3 separate regions of the Pan troglodytes genome follow, and all the other regions are linked to region 1. The links are chromatin contacts, called in public HiChIP or PLAC-seq maps. All regions are on one chromosome and are shown on one strand. Each heading gives the region's core, a stretch centred on a gene start, on an enhancer-like site or on the middle of the called end of the contact. The rest is flanking DNA. Distances are from core to core; before and after follow the strand shown.

Region 1 (4,264 bases), core at 222-2,721:
TCATGGGGGGCGTGGCCTAGGAATTCCAGTCACACACGGTTGCAGGGCCGAGCAGGCGGATCGCAAGAGAGAAATAGGCAAAGAACTAAAGCTGTGATGGAGGAATAATACGGAGGAGGCGTGGCCTGGGACCCCCCTCGCCTGTATCTACGGGAGGTTGAGGGTGGGACCCTAGACGCGGAACAACCAGAGTGGGTGGAGCATTGTTGGGGCGGGATCTGGGCATCTTGGAATAGCATTTAGGCGGAGCTGGGAGAAAGCGGGAGTGCTCTGGGAATAAGGACAAAACTTGGGGAAAAAATTGGGGATGAACAGCAGAGGGCCAGGTCCGAGAATCCCCAAGTGAAGCCTTAATAGAGGATTGGGGTGGGACAGGAAGGGGTGAGGTCTGTGTATGGGATACTGGGACCACCCCCCAACCAGGGGTGCGTCATGAGAGGAGCCGGCCAGGGTCCTAGAGACACGGCGGGGAAGGGGTGGTGGCCTCACCGTGCCCAGCCGCGTCTGCTCCAGCTCCTGCAGGCTGCGCACGTGGCCGGCGAGCAGCGGCTGCCTGCGAGGCCCGCCCAGCTCTGCTTCCACAGCCAGCACCTCCCGCGAGGCGGCGGCGAAGGCCTGGGTCACCTCGTGCACTATGCTCCGGTAGCGCGCGAAGTCGTAGTCAGGGCTGCTGCGCAGGTACTGGCGGTGGCCTCTGCGGCAGGTGGGGACCCTGAGGCCGCGCCCCCAGGCTCTCAGGCCCTGCACCGGCGCCAACCACCTGAAAGGCCCCCAGGAAGTGTCCCCAGACCCCAGAGGGGAGGACTGGTAGGTAGGAAGGACGCTTCCTGACTCCCGCAGGGGAACGCGAGACAGGCCCACCCCTGCTCTTGCGGGGGAGAGAGAAGCCACGAGGATTGAGTCGTCGGGTAGTGGGGACGTGCTGTGGGGCCTTTCTCGTGAAGGTGAGGACCCGGTGCCCCGAAATCCCCGCCCCATCTGACTCTGCAGCCGCACAAGGACCCAGCTCCTCCTCCACGCACGCCCGCCGAGAACACGCCCACGCCCGGAGCGGGCGGGGGACCGAACCCTGAGCCCCTCCGCGCCCCCACTCACTCCTCCAGTCGGCGGAAGCCCTGCGCGCGCTCAGCCTGCAGCTGGTGGATGCGCTGCACCAGCGTCCGGATCGGGGCGTCTTTCTGCGGGACAGGGGGCACGGCTGGGGCATGAAGCCCGCGCCCCTGGGTCTGCGCCGCCCGCCCCGCGCCCGTTCCCGCTTGGGCCTGGGCTCACCCAGGGCCACGCCGGCTCCTCGCGTCCCCGAGCTTCGGTGGCCTCCTCAGCAGCAGGCACTGCAGGGACCGTACGCTCCGCCGCGGTCTCGGTGATCATGACTGCGCAGCCCTGGCCAGGCTCCGGAGCAGGCCCTTCCGCTGCGCCCGACGCCCCCTACAGGCCGGGAGGTCCACGGACCCCCTACCCTCCGGCCGGCGAGCCAGAAGGAAGAAAGGGGAGCCAAGACCGCGGGCCGCCCAGTCAAGCCCACCATCCTGCACCCACCCTTCTTGTTCCCGTCCAGGGCCCGCCTCCGATCGTGTTTTTCCTTGATTGTGCGGCTCTGAATACAGAACAGCTGTTAGCCTTGAGTTCGTTCCTATGCTTGTATCTCAACACCGACTTCCACGTGAAGCGGGTACTGAGCGTGGGTTTTGACGTTCAAGAGTGTTAAGTAAGCCTGGGCAACCTAGGGAGGCCCGATCTCTACAGAAAAACCAATTAGCCCGACATGGCGGCTCCCGCCTCCAGTCCCAGCTACTCGGGAGGCTGAGGTGGGAGGATTACATGAGCCCGGGAGTTGGGGGCTGCCATGAGCTGTGACCATGCCACTGCACTCCAGCCGGAGCCACAGTGAGTCTGCCTCAAAAAAAGTGCAGTGGCTGGAACTCCACCAACATTAACAGAGATTCACTGGCTCTTCAGAGAATCACAGGGGTGAAGACAAGATTCAGTGACAGGGACGGTGTCAACAGCCCACCGAGTTGAATTGGGCGTCTTGTGTAATAGCCCTGAGCCTGGAGCATAGCAGGGGCCAGAACGACCTCAAAGTACAGAGGAGGCCTTGGAGCTTCCTGCTGGAGGGATACATGGGCTAGACAGAGCTTTGGAAAGCTTCCTCCTCCAGGGGCCCAGCCGGAGGAGCAGGAAGATGCTGGTAGCCTGACTTAGTGAAGAGGGACCAGCTCAGGTATGGGGTGACAGACACCGGCCTTTAAGGGGGAAGGGACTAGGCTGTTAGTGAGTTGGGAGTTTTTCTTGCCGATGGGTTCGTGGTCTCGCTAACTTTGAAGAATGAAGCTGTGGACCTTCGCGGTGTGTGTTACAGATCAAAAAGAGTCCACGGACCAGGAGAGTGAGCAGCAGGGCAGTTTATTGAACAAAGCGAAAGGAAAGCTTCCACATGCTGGAAGGGGACCCGGAAGGGTTGCCGTTGCTGGCTCCGGTGGCTAGGGCTCATATCCCTATGTTACCCCTCCCCTTTCTTTTTGTCCATTGAGAGTGGTTCTTTTTTCAATCCTCCTCTGGAGTGTTTTTTGTTTGTTTGTTTGTTTGTTTTCCGTGAGACAGAGTCTCGCTCTGTCGCCCAGGCTGCAGTGCAATGGCACGATCTCGGCTCACTGCAAGCTCCGCCTCCCGGGTTCACGCCATTCTCCTGCCTCAGCCTCCCCAGTAGCTGGGACCACAGGTGCCCGCCACCACACCCGGCCAATTTTTTGTATTTTTAGTTGAGGCGGGGTTTCACCGGGTTAGCCAGGATGGTCTCAATCTCCTGACCTCGTGATCCGCCCGCCTCGGCCTCCCAAAGTGCTGGGATTACAGGCGTGAGCCACTGCGCCCGGCCTGGAGTGGTTAATTCTGAATCCTTCACTCGATTGGTTTAAGAACTCAAAACACTGAGTCACAGGGGTCTTTTGTGAAAGTCCCCAAACCTGCCCAGTAAATCCTGCCAACTCCACCCCTCAGTCCCCTCTCTCAAAAGGAGAGCCCAACTGCTGTTGGGGTGTGGGAGGATGACCACTCTAATTGCTTCCTGCTAAATAGGGGCATAGAAGGGGTTCTGTAGCTGAGGTTTCCGTGAGAGGTGGTTTGTGTGTCAACGTCCGGGTATGGGCCGGCAGGCTGGTTTAGGGGTCCTTGATAATAGGTGCTGGTTGAAGTCATCTGAGGTTCCATCTGCAGTAACATTTCTAGTTTCATTGATTCCATTCAGGAAGAAACGAAAGGATGAAGGAATTGAAAAGACATGGGCCAAAGGTTACTCCTAGAATAATCATAAAGGAAGGGACCTAAAAATGGAAGAAGCCAGGGGAGAACAGGCTGTGAGAACCCTGAGGTAGTTTCGGTTGTCCCACCATGTAGTCTGCTGGCTCTATCCTGAAGTCATTTAATTCCATCTCTCACTATGCCTGATTTATTGACATAAAAACAACATTCCTTGTTCAGAAAAAGGCATGTTCCTCCCCTTTCGGCAGTGAGGAGATTGGAGATCTAGTGCTCACTGGTTCTGGAGAACCATGGCTGCTAATGAGTCTATTTGGTCCTGGATTTGAGTAAGTTGGAGAGAGATTTCATCTAGGCTGTGAGTCCAGCGTTTCCACCTCCTAGGTGGTAGTAAATCCTAAACCAGCCAATAGAGGAAGTAGTGAGATTGCTCTCGGCTGAAGCTTAGCATGAATGGGCACAGCTACTGCCTCTTCTGAAAAGGAATAAGTCACAGGAGGTACTATGTAGGCTAAAGTACAAGTTCCTGTCCAGTTGGTGGGGAGGCAAATATAGAAGGATCTTCCACACACAAAGAAAACTCCTTATCAGGGTTCTATACACCCCTGTAGCTGAAAATCTCATAAGGGCTGTGGTCAGTCTAAATTCATTTCTCATTCCCATGATTTGAGGGTTCAGGACAAATGGGCCACTCCTAGCAGTTGGAGCTGAATAGAATTTGCCAAGGACGTATTATGGGGTTCCTGTAAGGCAAACCGGTGGCTAGCTGCATTAAGAAAAACTCTCGGCTGGGTGCAGTGGCTCACGCCTGTAATCCCAGCACTTTCGGAGGCCAAGGCGGGTGGATCACGAGGTCAGGAGATCAAGACCATCCTGGCTAACACGGTGAAACTCCATCTCTACTAAAAATACAAAAAATTAGCTGGGTGTGGTGGTGGGCGCCTGTAGTCCCAGCTACTCGGGAGGCTGAGGCAGGAGAATGGTGCAAACCTGGGAGGCGGAGCTT
Region 2 (4,377 bases), core at 623-3,122, 200 kb before region 1:
AACAGATCAATTTCCTGGGGGCTCCTACCATTGTCTGTGTGTCCCGTCACAGCCATGAGCCCACTGGGCTCCCCATTTGAAGGAGAGACTGGGTCTGACTTCTTCACCCTGTGTGTCCATCTCCCAGCACAGGAGACATGACACACAACAGTCCTTGATGTTTGTGAAATAATTAATGTGTCTAGAAATGTCCCCACCTCCAAGCTTCACATGTTTCCCTCCACCAAAACTGCCCTCACCTTTTCCCTCTGCTGATCCAAGTCCTCCTTTTCTTTTATGTCTGTCTCCTTGCTACCTCCTCCAGGAAGCCCTCGGTGACTTCTCTGTAGGCTCTCCAGAAAAGATATCTGGCTCTGAGTCTAGATTCACCCCTGCCCTCGGGCAGTGGCCTTAGGCCAGTCACTTTTTCTCTCTGGGCCTCAGTTTCTCTGTCTATAGAATAGAGGCTGTGAGTACTGGAAGGTGGGAGTGGAGAGTGTTAACTGATTCCAGGAGGTTAAGGGGTTTTGTAACTCCAGAGTGTGGCTGGCCAGTTAGTGGTAACTTTTATTTTTATTACAGGCTGTTCCCACAGCAGCTGGAGCACAGTTTGGAAGGTATGGCACAGCCTGGACAAACAGAAGCCCCGGACCTCCCCTTGCTAGAGCCCTTTAACTTGCTCCCCTCCAGATGGGGGCCTCACACCCCATTGCACAGATTGGAAAACCAAGTGGGCCTGTCCCCTTGGACAGGGGTTGGGGCAAGATCCTGAACGCTGTCCCCTCCTCCACCAGCCGAGGGACCACGGGGAGGGGAGGGAACACCAGCAATGAGTTGGGTTGGGGGGAGTCATTTGCAGCCCTCCAGCGTTGGGGCCAGAAGCGGCCTCCTTGGACAGAGGCAGGAAAATTGAGAGTCCCCGGTCTCAACTGCCCCTCCCCTATTTTCCATTCATCATCATAATCATCATTACTATTAATCATTAATTAATAATTATTAACTTATTACCTCCATTGTGTAAGGGAGGAATTACGCCCGGGTAATTTTTGTACTTTTAGTAGAGATGGGGTTTCACCATGTTAGCCAGGCTGGTCTCGAACTCCTGACCTCAGGTGATCTGCCCGCCTTGGCTTCCCAAAGTGCTGGGATTACAGGTGTGAGCCACCGCACCCGGCAATTTACCCAGTTTTGAAGCACTTCAGGAGGAGTGGAGGGCCAGTCAGTCTGATCCATAGTGGGTGGACCTATTTTTTCAGACACTGGTGACTCTGTTTCCCCAAGTGTGAGCTGAGAGCGTGGCCATGGAGCCTGCCTTGTTTGGAACTCAGGTTTGGCATACAGCAAGCACTCAATCAATCAATCAATCAATGAGCTGAATGCTATGGCTGGATCCTGTAATCCCAGTTATGTGGGGAGTATCGCTTGAGGCCGGGAGTTTGAGACTACTAGCCTGCACGACATAGCCAGACCCGGTCTCTAAAAATAAAAATAAAAATAAAAATAAATTAGCTGGACTTGGTGGTGCACGCTTGTAGTCCCAGCTACATGGGAGACTGAAGCAAGAGGATGCGATACAGCCACACCCCGTCACACACACACACACACACACACACACACACACAGACGCACACACACAGTGAATGAAAGTGGGGGCAGTACCCCCTGACTCCCTGCCCCACCAGCTCTCTCCACAGACCCCGGGACTCAGTTTCCCCACCATGTCGAATTCAGCCGCGGGCGACTTCGCGGGGCATTCCGGGCGGGGACTTGAACGCAGGGGCCAGCGCCATCTGTTTACCTTGAGGCTGGACGTTGGGCAGGGCTGTGGTGGGCCGTCCCTGGGGCCGGCCGTGCCTTGGGGATAAATAGGCCCCGCGGGCCTCGTGGGCGGTAGAAAGCGAGCAGCCACCCAGCTCCCCGCCACCGCCATGGTCCCCGACACCGCCTGCGTTCTTCTGCTCACCCTGGCTGCCCTCGGCGCGTCCGGACAGGGCCAGAGCCCGTTGGGTAAGCCGCGTTAGCACCCGCGCCGTGCCCACGGCCCCACAACGGACTGTAGGACCCGTGAGAGGCCCGGGATCCAGGCTGTTTGGGGCTCACGGACTGTTCGTAGGGGACGTGCCGGGCGCAGAAAGCAGGTGGCGGGACCGAGACTAGAGGAGCGCAGTGGGGCGTCGGAGGTCCGGGTTCGCTGCGACGGTGGGAGTTGGTGGTGGGATTCCCCGGCCCCATGACGCCTCACCAGGTCCCCTGCCGCCGCAGGCTCAGACCTGGGCCCGCAGATGCTTCGGGAACTGCAGGAAACCAACGCGGCGCTGCAGGACGTGCGGGAGCTGCTGCGGCAGCAGGTGCGGGGCCCGGGTGCGGGGCAGGGAGTGCCAGGGAACGGAAGGGGGTCTCAGTTCCCAGCGAGGAGAGAGGAAGTACCCGAGAAGGTGGAGAGGAGATGGGGAGGGAAGGGGGTCGGCGGGTAGGGAGTCCTTGGCGAAAAGAGGCTGTAGAAAGGGACCCCGGGGTAGAGAGAGGGGAGACCCGAGGGATGAGGAGAGTTTGGGACCCCGCTGATTCCATCCCACCCCTGCAGGTCAGGGAGATCACGTTCCTGAAAAACACGGTGATGGAGTGTGACGCGTGCGGTGAGCGCGGCGGGGCGGTCGGGAGAGAGAAGAGACGGGAGACGGAGACACAGAGACAGAGACAGAGAGCCAGGGAAAGCTGGGGAGGAAAAGAGACGGAAGGAGATGGAGGCTGACGGAGAGGTGGAGAGACGAACGGGAATGGGATGGGGGGTGTAGAAACAGAGACAAAAACAGACAGAAGCGGTGCGAGAGTTTTGGGGAAGTGAGAGACGCCACGGGGCAGAAAAGCGGGACAGAGACTCAGAGAGAGACCGGGGAGACCCTGCGGTCAGAGCGCGCAGCCTCTGGGGCGGGATCGCGGACAGCGCAGGATTTCGGGCCGCCCCGGGGCGGGGGGTGGGGGGGAAGGGGAAGCCTCCAGCCCCGGGGCGTGGCCATGATAGACTCTGCCCCCGGGCGAGCCACCGATCAGCCCCGCCGCGTCTCCCCCCTCCCCCCCGCAGGGATGCAGCAGTCAGTACGCACCGGCCTACCCAGCGTGCGGCCCCTGCTCCACTGCGCGCCCGGTTTCTGCTTCCCCGGCGTGGCCTGCATCCAGACGGAGAGCGGCGCGCGCTGCGGCCCCTGCCCCGCGGGCTTCACGGGCAACGGCTCGCACTGCACCGACGTCAACGAGGTGCGCTAGCCCCGACACTCCACCGCCCTGACGACTCCCTCTACCGCCCCCCAATCTCTCGCCGCCCGGGAGACCCCTTCCTCCACTGGGAGTGTTCGCCCCGAAGAGCCTCTCACCTCCGGGGGCGCACGGCCAGACTACCTCCTTACCGCGGGGGGACGCCCAACCCAAGGACCATCCCCGTCACCACCCGGGACGCCCGCCCCGACAACCCCCTCCATAGCTAGTGACGCCCGCCCCGAGGACTCCCTCACCGCCAGGGGTGGTCCGCCCCAGCTACCCTCCTCGCCGCAGGGGATCGCCAGTCCCAACGACCCTTCCACAGCCAGGGAACGCACGCCCAGACCCCCCGCCACCGCCGGGCACGCACGCCCCGACGACCCCTGCCCCCCTCTGCTGGGGATGCCCGCCCTCATCCTTCCTCCCCTCGCCCATGAGGGAACAGCTCTCCTCTCCTCTCCCGGTTGCGCCCTTGCCGTCATCAAGGCAAAGTCGTGCCTGACCCCTGCGACAATTGCTTCCATCTCACGTGGCGAAGAGCTCCAAGCACTGGCATATGGCCCTTGAACTTTCCACATCCGAGACACTACGAGGTGCGGCCCCCAGGGCCCAGCTCGAAGCCCTCTGACCCTCTGTGGCCCCTCCTCCCCCAGTGCAACGCCCACCCCTGCTTCCCCCGAGTCCGCTGTATCAACACCAGCCCGGGGTTCCGCTGCGAGGCTTGCCCGCCGGGGTACAGCGGCCCCACCCACGAGGGCGTGGGGCTGGCTTTCGCCAAGGCCAACAAGCAGGTGAGGGGTGTGGGGGCCCCATTTTTGGAGCAGAAGGGAAGGGGGCGTCCATTTTGTTTACCAGTAAACTCCTCTTCCAGCCTCCTTCCAGCGGGAGGGGTGGGGAGAGGAGGGGTCCGCTGCGCCAGGGCTGATCGGTTTGGGGCAGGATGGAGGGGAGAGGCAGGATGCGGAGGAAGTGTGGAGGAGGTGGGAGGTCCGGAGGTGTCTGCGTGGGGTGGTGACCTCTGAGTTCCCCTCCCCTAGGTTTGCACGGACATCAACGAGTGTGAGACCGGGCAACATAACTGCGTCCCCAACTCCGTGTGCATCAACACCCGGGTAAGGCCCGCTGGGGAGGAAGAAAGGATCG
Region 3 (4,666 bases), core at 491-2,990, 250 kb before region 1:
CGGAGCATTCAGGAAAATAAACCTGAGCGAGAGGTCAGGCACAAAGCAAGCCTAAGGTGAAAGCAACCTGAAATCCAGAGGGTGATGAGGACATTCCCCAGGACCCCGGTGCAACACGCGCCACCCCCTCCCAGCCCCTCTCCCACCCCAGGCAAGCAGCACCCAGGACCAGGAAATGCATGCCCGATACTTCTCCCAACCCAAGCCCCCATTTAAAATACCTAAGTAACCTTCTCTAAACATCCACATCATTAAAAATAAGTTTCCAACGTGGCAGACTCGTTTATGTAAAGCCATTATTGCTGTCTTATTGGAAGAACAAAACTCAAACCCAACTTTTCCAAGGCAAGAGTTGTGAAGTTATGTAACAGGTCGGTTTCAGCAACAGGCGATGCAAGAAAAAACAAAATACAACCTGCTTCCTGAATGATCTTATAAGCCAGCCAATATGTGCTCCTCCATGGGAGGCAAAAATTCTTCTCTGCCTCAACCTTCCGCTGGCCAGCGCCCCTATGCATGGGGAAAGTCGAACCTACGCTCCGTGACTGTGAAAGGTGGGGTGCCCAGATGGCTGCGACCACAGATGGGAGGTGGGACAGGCGGCCAGACCCACCAATGGGGAGACCGGGCGGGACCCCCGGACCAGGCCAGAGACAGGATTAGGGCAGGTCACCCTGGATACTCCCGGAAAGGGACTGAGGGAAGTCACTCAAGCTCCGGCCTGAGCAAGACCCGGCCCAGGTCGTAGGAGAACTCGAGGCAGAATACCGAGACCTGCGAAAGAGGGACCAGGGCAGGTCACCCTAGCCCGGATGGAATGGAAGAACTCAGATAAGTCAGGGGGCAGGTTACTCCAGGCCAGACTGGTTGTGGGACACAAGGCAGGTCAGCCCGGGCCCAGGAGGGGGAGCAAACCCAGCTGGGGTAAAGGAACAGGGTCAGGTTAGCTCGGACCCGAACGAAGTGGAGGACTCGAGGCAAGTCTGCCCGGCCCAGGAGTTGGGGGCCGAAGGAACTCAGCCAGGTCGCGGCCGGAGCGGGGGACCCGGGGCAGATCAGGCCAGGCCCGGGCAGATTGCAGGACCTGGGGCAGGTAAGCTCAGGCCGAGCCAGAGTAGGGGACCCGGGGCAGGTCGCCCCAGGCCCGGCCGCGATGGGGTACTCCGGGCAAACACAGGCCGGGCCCGAGGCGAGTTCGGGGCAGGTCTCAGGCGCCGAGGCCGGGCCCGGGCTTCCGGCGCCGCCATGTGCCGCTCACCTGCGCGTCGAGCTGTCCCGCCGCAGCGCCCGCGCCCGCGCCGCCCGGGCCTCCCGCGCCGCCACCGCCCGGGCCGCCGGGGCCGCCGGGGGGCGTCTGCGTCTGGCTAGGAAGAGTAAAGTCGGTGAACTCGAACTCGGAGCCCTGTGTGTCGGCGCCAAGCAGCTCGGCCTCCTCCGTGTCCAGGAAAGTGAGAGTCTGCGAGCTGGGCCCGTACGCCTCCACGCTCATGGTGCCTCCGGGTAGGGCCCTCGGGCCGGTTCCGCGCTGCACTCGAGCCCGCCGCCGCGCTGAGGCCTAGGCCGCAGGCCTCGGGTCGCTGCCGCTGTCGCCCCCGCGCGCCCGGAAAGGACCAAACCGCCCGCCCCGGCGCCAGCCGGACCGAGAGGTAACAGTGCCGAGCCGCCGCCGCTGCCGCCGAGCCCCTCCGCGCCTCAGCTCCCCTCGAAGCCGCCAGCCGCTCGCAGCCTAGAGCAGGAACTGCCGCCACCGCCGCCGTCGCCGTGCGCGTGCGCGAGCCCGACGCCGGCGGAAGCGCGCGCGCTCCTCGCGGACGCCTGGTGCCCAGCAGGAAGACGGGACGCGCACCGCGCACGCGCAGGGGGTGGGGCTTTCAACCGCCGTTGCGGCGGCAGCTCGAGGACTTGGTCGCGCACCAACTGCTAATCAGGGACGACCGGGCGGTTGGCGGTGTGGACTTGGTGGTCTGCACCTGTGGTCGCTGCGACGGTGTTTCGGTTTAATTGAGCGCTAGCCGAATACCCTACATAGGTGGTCTCGGAACGCCCAACTGGAGAGACTGGGCAGGGACGGTGCGCTCCCACTCCTGGCAAAAGCTGCTTGGAACTCAGTTTCCCCATCTGTAAAATGGAGGGTGCCTCGCACATAGTAGATGCTCCCTGTGCATTGGTTTAAAAAGGGAGTGGGGCTCGGCGCGGTGGTCACACCTGTAATCCCAACACTCAGAGGCTGAGGCGGGAGAACTGCTTGAACTCAGGAGTTCGAGACCAGCCTGGGAGACAGAGTGAGACTCCATCTCTACAAAAAATATAAAAATTAGGCCAAGCGCGGTGGCTCACGCCTGTAATCCCAGCACTTTGGGAGGCCGAGTCGGGTGGATCATGAGGTCAGGAGATCGAGACCATCCTGGCTAACATGGTGAAACCCCGTCTCCACTAAAAATACAAAAAATTAGCCAGGCGTGGTGGCACGAGCCTGTAGTCCCAGCTACTCAGGAGGCTGAGGCAGGAGAATCGCTTGAACCCAGGAGGCGGAGGTTGCAGTGAGCCAAGATTGTGCCACTGCACACCAGCCTGGGCAACAGAGTGAGACTCTGTCTCAAAAAAAAAAAAAAAAATTAGCTAAGCGTGGTGGTTCGCACCTGTAGTCCCAGCTACTAGGGAGGCTGAGGTGGGAGGATCGCTTGACCCTGGGAAGTTGAGGCTGCAGTAAGCCGAGATTGCACCACTGCACTCCAGCCTGGGTGACAGAGCGAGACCCTGTCTCAAAAATAAGTAAAAATAAATGAATGGGGATAGTCTTACGTACTGGGCCTGGCACTTGGAAATGATGGTTGCTGCTGTTCCTGATGCCTCTGCCACTGTTATTATACCATTACTATTTTTGCTATGATTATTATTTAGTGGACGTATACAGCAAAACAACTGGAAGCACATGGTCTGTGGTGGACTCTAGACCTGACCACTTACCAGCTGTGTGAAATTATACAAGTGACTTAACCTCTCTGAGCCTAGGGTTTCTGTTGCCATTAAGGTGGCATAGGAAGCCTGGGCAAGGTGGCTCTTTCCTGAAATCCCAGCACTTTAGGAGGTAGAGGCAAGAGAATCACTTGAGCTCAGGAGTTTGAGGCTGCGGTGAGCTAGGATTGTGCCACTGCACTCCAGCCTGGGTGACAGAGATCCTATGTGTGTGTGTGTGTGTATTAATATATATTTATTTATGTTAATATAAATAGAGTGACTAGTAGCTCATTTATTCCTCTCATATTCTCATATGATATATGGTTGCTGCTGATATATATGGAGCCCGGTGCGGTGTGTCACGCCTGTAATCCCAGCACTTTCGGAGGCTGAAAGAGCAAGACCTTGTCTAAAAATAAATTTTAAAAACTCTGATAGGTGTTACTAAATTGATCTGAAATTTGTCTACAAATTCCACTGGATGTGTTCCAAAGAGAGCTTTGCATGATATTAAAATTATCTGTTGGTCTGTCAGTATTCCCCCTTAAACTGTGCCTTCTTGGAGAGGGAGACCTACTTTGATTCATTGTTTATATTCCTACAGTTTAGTGCATGCTAGGAGCCCCCCCGAAATGTTATTTTTATTTTTTATTTTTTGTAGAGATGGGGGTTTTGCTGTTTCCTAGGCTGGTCTTGTACTCCTGACCTCAAGTAATCGTCCCACCTCAGTCTTCCAAAGAGCTGTGATTATAGGTATGAGCCACTATGTCTTGTCCCTGAAAAAGAGTGAAGAAGGCTGTGGCTCACACCTGTAATCCCAGCACTTTGGGAGGCAGAGGCAGGTGGATCACCCGAGGTCAGGAGTTCGAGACCAGCCTGGCCAACGTGGTGAAACCCCGTCTCTACTAAAAATACAAAAATTAGCCGGGCATGGTGTGTGCCTGTAATCCTAGCTACTTGGGAGGCTGAGGCAGGAGAACTGCTTGAACCCAGGAGGCGGAGGCCGCAGTGAGCCAACATTGCACCACTGCACTCCAGCCTGGGTGACAGAGCGAGACTCCGTCTCAAAAAAAAAGTGTATATATATATATATATATATATATATATATGATGTATATTATATATCTCACTGTATATATGAGAGGAATAAATGAGCTACTAGTCACTTTATTATATATGGAGAGAGAGATAGACAGTGCGCGTATATACATATATATACACACTGTATATATAAGAATAAGTGAGCTACTAGTCACTCTATTATATATAGAGACAGAGATAGACAGTGCGTGTATATACATATATATACACACTGTATATATAAGAATAAATGAGCTACTAGTCACTCTATTATATATAGATAGGGAGTGTGTGTGTATATATATATATACACTCTATCTCTCTCTCTCTGTGTATATATATATATATGAGAGGAATAAATGAGCTACCAGTCACTCTCTTAATGCGTAGTTCCATAAGGACAGGGTGTTGGCCTTGTTCATTATGATCTTCCCCACGGAGAGAATGATGCCTCATACAGTAGGTGCTCAATAAAAAGTTTTCTGACACTTTAAATCCAAGGTAAGCTACTGGTTTATGGGCCTTAATTTCCTAACCCCAGGCGTTCCCTTCCTCTCTGGTAAAGTATCTTGGAAAACACCCCCATTTCCCTTTCTGTCCCAAGATTCTGCTGCTCTTTAAATAAGTC

What was found. HiChIP or PLAC-seq counts read pairs in DNA pulled down with a chosen protein or histone mark.
Region 2: an H3K4me3 HiChIP or PLAC-seq map of stem cell-derived excitatory neurons shows a contact between it and region 1, with 2.8 times the contacts expected there. The contact joins the promoter of COMP here to the promoter of REX1BD in region 1. A contact is called at or near these places in 1 of 7 Hi-C or Micro-C datasets (induced pluripotent stem cells) and 1 of 1 datasets of contacts at active chromatin or transcription factors (stem cell-derived excitatory neurons).
Region 3: a contact with region 1 is called in an H3K4me3 HiChIP or PLAC-seq map of stem cell-derived excitatory neurons, with 4 times the contacts expected there. The contact joins the promoter of UPF1 here to the promoter of REX1BD in region 1. A contact is called at or near these places in 1 of 7 Hi-C or Micro-C datasets (stem cell-derived neural progenitor cells) and 1 of 1 datasets of contacts at active chromatin or transcription factors (stem cell-derived excitatory neurons).

What each region holds. Positions count from the first base shown.
Region 1 is chr20:21,237,687-21,241,950 of NHGRI_mPanTro3-v2.0_pri, reverse strand. REX1BD (required for excision 1-B domain containing) reads right to left here and starts at 1,471. Exons shown (of 5, transcript XM_001135296.7): 1 at 1,273-1,471; 2 at 1,096-1,178; 3 at 490-760. The coding sequence starts at 1,371.
Region 2 is chr20:21,442,183-21,446,559 of NHGRI_mPanTro3-v2.0_pri, reverse strand. COMP (cartilage oligomeric matrix protein) reads left to right here and starts at 1,872. Exons shown (of 19, transcript NM_001098565.1): 1 at 1,872-1,986; 2 at 2,242-2,327; 3 at 2,564-2,615; 4 at 3,062-3,234; 5 at 3,888-4,025; 6 at 4,272-4,346. The coding sequence starts at 1,908.
Region 3 is chr20:21,483,132-21,487,797 of NHGRI_mPanTro3-v2.0_pri, reverse strand. UPF1 (UPF1 RNA helicase and ATPase) reads right to left here and starts at 1,740. Exons shown (of 24, transcript XM_016935541.4): 1 at 1,259-1,740. The coding sequence starts at 1,489.